Linked DNA regions of Hordeum vulgare: region 2 is linked to region 1. A link is a contact called in public Hi-C data. All regions are on one chromosome and are shown on one strand. The core of a region is the stretch at or near the end of the contact, and the rest is flanking DNA. Distances in the headings are between cores, read along the strand shown. Region 1 holds the start of LOC123411583 (putative glycerol-3-phosphate transporter 1). Region 2 holds the start of LOC123409220.

What was found. Hi-C and Micro-C count contacts between places; a contact is called where the count stands out from the background.
Region 2: a Hi-C map of seedling shows a contact between it and region 1, with 3 times the contacts expected there. The contact joins the promoter of LOC123409220 here to the promoter of LOC123411583 in region 1. A contact is called at or near these places in 1 of 6 Hi-C or Micro-C datasets (seedling) and 1 of 1 datasets of contacts at active chromatin or transcription factors (embryo).

Annotation. Positions count from the first base shown.
Region 1 is chr7H:378,694,634-378,697,333 of MorexV3_pseudomolecules_assembly, forward strand. LOC123411583 (putative glycerol-3-phosphate transporter 1) reads right to left here and starts at 1,369. Exons shown (of 3, transcript XM_045104551.1): 1 at 1,169-1,369.
Region 2 is chr7H:379,560,760-379,563,459 of MorexV3_pseudomolecules_assembly, forward strand. LOC123409220 reads left to right here and starts at 1,412. Exons shown (of 2, transcript XM_045102182.1): 1 at 1,412-1,967. The coding sequence starts at 1,669.

The DNA.
Region 1 (2,700 bases), core at 119-2,618:
TAAGACAAATGGGCAAATGGAGAGATTCTATGTTAAGATTGATAATTGAAGTTATACATCTATTGGTGGCTAGTAAGATCCATAAGCAATCGTGCTTTAAAAAAGTTGAAATCAATGATCCAAACGCATCTTTGTGGAATTTTGGTTAAAAAATATGGGGAAAACTGATGCATCCAATAATTCAACACATTTTTATAAAAACTTAAACTCCGTTATTTGCAACAAAGGTTTGTGCAATTTGGTTAATACGCAAACATGGGAAAAATTGCCGCATCTAATGGTCCAAAGCAATTTGGGAAACAAATTGATCAATATGTTGGCTAGCCCAGTTCAATCATCGCAAGTGCAAGTCATCCGCTAGATCACCGAAAGCAGAAACCTTTCTTGCTCTTGTTCCGCACAATATGATGACGCCATCTGTGACCTAGATCATGGAGAGCACATGGCAGTGGCGGACCCAGAAATGAAATGATGGGTGTGCATACCTTAAAATGTGAGATCTATTTCAATTGGTTTGGATAGTCCCTGAAAATCAGCTAATTTTTACATAGTAAAAAATGTCTCTTAAAATTCTCCCTACGTACGCCACTGGCACATGGTACAAAAGACTGACGATACACTATTTTTATCTCCAACACCAAAAATCAGAATTCACCCCTATTATTGGGTGCAAATGCATCCCTTAGCAATCAACCGAGTTAGACGTGACCCTAAAGTATCAGTACGTATATACTAATACAATTAACCGGGGCAGGTAAAAAGATTCCCAAGCGGATGTAGGAGGCTGATCTGACCTGAGTATCCTTGGATAAAAATTCAGGGTCTCCATCAAGGAACTGAACTATTGAATATTCGAAAAAAAAACTACTGTTCAAATGCTCGGCTACCGAGCAGTATGATCAGCGGAACAAGCACCTAATACACAAAATTCAGGAAATAACGGGAGAGATTATCGTCTCTCTCTCCCCCATGAAACCTGAAGAGACTAAAAAGCCTTCCCAACTCCTTAACCCAAACCTCGCCAAAACCCACCACCCCTCGCCGCCAAACCAAGAGCCCGACAATCCAAAGAAGCAAAGAAAACAGAAGCTTACGGATTGGCCTGCAGAATCAGTAAGGGAGAAGGAGGAGGGAGATCAAGAAACAGGGATTCGGGACAAGAACACACCTCCGCGGCGGCGGTCGACTGCTGTGCCGATCTGCGACGAGCCGCGGCCGGTTGGATTGGGGGTTTAGTGTGAAAATGCGCACGCGCATGCAGGATAGGAGGAGATGGCTGGGGAAGGAAGGAAGGAAGGAAGGAGGGCGTTTCTTTCCTCTCTTGGCGTCAGTTTTTTCTCGAGAGTTTGGGTGGCTTGAGGAGTTCGAGCGAGCCTGGCTTGCATTTATTCAGATGGCAAGCCAAGTTTGCGGAGGTATTTACGGCGATGCCATTGGACCATTATGCCCTTTCGCTTTATGAAAAAGTATTAAAATTGTCTGACTGATTTTAATACGATGTAAGCCGTCTTCAATATGCGGCACGCGGCTCTATGCGTATTGTTTTTGCCTCTTAGAGCATCTCTAGTAGAACTCTCAAACCCTTAAATCTAAAATCAGTTTTAAGGGTTGAGAATTGCCCATTTTTGACACTTTTAAGGGTTGAAAAACAGGAGCAAAGACTAGAACCCTCAAACCCAACCCTTATAACGGAATATTCGGATATTTCACCTAATGCAAAAATTGGAATACAGCCAGGACCGCGCGCGTCGTCTGCTGGCGCTCGCGCACTGTTACTGCTGCGGCGCCGCCGCGGCGAGCTCCTTCTGCGGCAGGGAGAGGGAAGGGGAGGGGACCTTGTGGGCGAAGGCGGCGGAGGTGGCCTTGGCGGCGGCGGAGATGGAGGCCATGGCGACGGCGGCCGAGGCGGGCGCGGCGGCCGGGGCGGGCGCGGGGGCGGGCGCGGCGGCCGGGGCGGGTGCGGGGGCGGGGCGGGGCGGGCGCGGGGACGCGACGGCGGCCGGGGCGGGCGGGGCGGACGCGGGGACGCAACGGCCGGGGCGCGAAGGGAGCGCGGGGCGGCGGCGGCCGAGGCAACTTCCTCGCGCGCGCGGGGAACCAACTGCCTCCCGCGCGAGGTGGGAAGTGGAGTGCGGGTTGGGGGCAGTTTTCCCTCCCAACCGTCACTTCTACAGGTTGGGAAAGGGTTTGCGGGTTGGACCTTTAATTTTTTTTACGGGTTTAAGAGTTTAAGGGTTCTAGTCTACGTCGTTTTGTCGACGAAAACTGTAAAAAAAAGCGGTTATTTTTAAGGATTTGAGGGTTCTACTAGACTTGCTCTTAGCCTTATCCCCGCATAGAGACGTCGTCCACTCATTTATTTTTACGAGTTCATCCGCTACCTCCACCTCTTGTGCTCAGGGCACACAACCTTTCTCTACGCCCGCCATGTCAAAATTGTGACCCCTCCGACCACCACGCACAATAGAGGATGCTGATGCATACGTGGAGAAGAATGGGGGCGATGGGGCGCTGCATATCGGGGCATCATTCGTTGCTTGCGCGCCACCACTGTGGTGTTGCAAACCGGCGGATGCAACACCACCATTCCCGCAAGCGGGGGCAGCGTAACTCACCGTCGGTGGTGCTACAACGCAACATGATGGGGAAGGTAAGTGCCACTCGCTGGCGGCGCTGCTGCCGGCGGCTCTGCTGTGGTGT
Region 2 (2,700 bases), core at 162-2,661, 870 kb after region 1:
TGTTAGTAGCATAATTCATATCACAATGTTAGTCTTTATCACCAAGCCTTTCTTAGTCGTGTCAACCAAACCGTGTCACCTCGTTGAATCATATATCTTACCTTCCTATCATTCTACCTCATTTAGAATCTCCTTCTTGATCAATATCTTCCTATCCATACGCGACTATTGTTGTTTTGGAAGTTATTTCGAATTTGTGTTTTTGGTATTTATTTGTTTGTCTTTTGCTATCGTTTCGACGAGTAGGGAGTGACGCCCTTGGACATGTACATAAACAGGTTACCGAAGAAGGACTCAACAATGAAGGCATGCCTTCTTCTTTGATCATACTTATCCTATGTTTTAAGAATATTGCATCTTGTTTTATGGTTACGGTATGAATGTTTTTTACTCTCGTAGTTAGCATGTCGATTAACACATACCTTGATCTTCTTGTCGCCTATTCATTGACACCTGAGTAGAAGTATATAGTAATCCGGTGGAGTAGAAATTCTTAGCCATGCTTATACCTTATAGGTGCACTGTTGAATGATCTCATAGTCATTGACAATTGGAACTTACCGCTGAGCTAGGCCGGTTGGCCTTGTTGACGTTCTCTATTCTCTTCTACCCTGGGTGAAACTTACCATCTGAATACTGGTGCGGGCAACGACTAAATCAAGGAAGAAGGAGCGATTGGCTGCCCTTCATAAGCTGAAGGGGCAATCAGTCGTCCATGCCGCATGAGGACTAATAAGTCTTGGATTTGAAGATTGTCTAAGCAATACAACCACATGCTATATGGGCACTGGTGTAATAACCCGGATATGATGCGCTAGAAGATTCTTCTTTTATTCCGTTGTCGTCGTGTGATTTTTTATCTCATTTATCATCGCACCATTCGCAGCATTCGCATTGCATCGGCACTCCTTTGTCGTCATTTTTTTCAAAACTTGCATCCTTTATTAGTTGCCGGTTCTCTTCATTATTGTTATTGACCGTTTTGAGACCAACCTCACATGCACACGCCCGCGATATCATTTAAATATTGTTTTAAAAGTGTGTATAAAACTTCCTCGGATTGGGTTGAAACTTGGCGTGCTGTCTTATTTTGATGTTGGTAGATCGCGTGCCAAACTTCATCGTAATCGAAGATTGTTTGATATCTGAAGCACTAAATATATAGTGGCACTATAGTGAGTTAAATTCCTGAACATTTCAGTGTATAAAAATCTTGTCACGGGCTGCTTCCTTCCCTCTCATCCCCACATAGTCCACCCACACAGCCCACTAGACCCAACTAGCCCCTCCCTCCGTTCGTGGTCGTTGGATCGGGATCGAACGGACGAGGTTCAACCCATCATAGTTCATTCCCTATATAATTCTACCTTGTGAAGAGAGCTCCGTCACTCCGCTAGAGTTTCCCCCTAGCCAAAATTACAGCCACCTCTCTTAATTCCACCTGCTAGTCTCAGTCCCACCTGCTAGCCTCAATCCCACGTGTGAACACCTCCACCACCAACCGGACATGTCCGGGCAACCATAGCCAGATCCCGGAGCCGCAGCCTCCCGTGCCGTTGCGAGCCCCGTCGGCCGCTCGCTGGAGCCAGACCGGCGCCCCGCCTCTTCCTCTCTCCCTCCATTTCTCCCTCTCACCCCGTGTCCTCTCTCTTTCCCACAGGATCCTCCATGGCCGTCGGAGCCGAGCTCCAAGGTCTACGTCGCCGGGTCTCGCCGCACCACCGCGGGGAACGGAGCTTCCATGACCGAATCCGCCGTTTTCCCCTCATCCCGGACGCTCTACGGTGTCCCATCGCGCCGCCGTTCCCGTCCAGCCTCGCTGCGGTTGACCCGCGTGAGTTCGAGTTGACCATGCCAGTCCATCCTATGCATCGGGCAGAGGAAGGGGATGCCTGCATCCCGCACCCCCGCCATCTCCCCTATACGCCAACCGCAAGCCGCGCCAGTTCCGGCCAACGGAGCCACAGGTATGGAAGCTGCCAGATCCGCCATGTCTGCTTCTGTTTTGCCATGCATGTTCGTGGAGAAGAAGACCGGCCTCCTCCTTAGTATTTGTAGTTCTCCCCTGCACCAATATCACTGAATATGCGTAGCCTAGTTGGATAGCACTTCTCTAATAGAACCGGGAGATCGTGTGTACAAGTCCCCAGGAGAAAGCATTTGTTTTCACGCATTTTACCCTCACCCCGGAATCAATTTCTGCCTCGGTTGACTTGACAACGAGCCCCTGTTCGTGCACACACCAGTAGCCAGTCCAACTCGTTAGCACTCTGGATTCAATTTAGGAGGTCATGGTTTGATACCCTAGCGCTCCAATTTTATTCAGCCCGTGGTCGTTATTTTTCCTTGTTGCGGTTTTCTAATAAACTAGGACACTGCATTAAAAAACATGATTTTATAACATCTTATATATTTAAGGGGAGTGATCTGCGTCGGCCTAAACTTTTCCGCGCGCGGGCCGTACGATCCATCAACCCGCGCGCGTCCGCACCGTTGAATCCGCATGCAACATTTTTTCCCTATGCAGCAAAATTTTGATGTGATGCAACAATTTTTTCAACGATTGCAACAAAAAATAAAATTTATAGAAAAAAATATCTACGTAATTGTAGCAAAAAAACGAAGCTGATGATATGTGGTAGCAAAAGTCAAAGCCGGTTGTAACAAATATTTATGTGACGTGTATGCAACTTTTTTAGT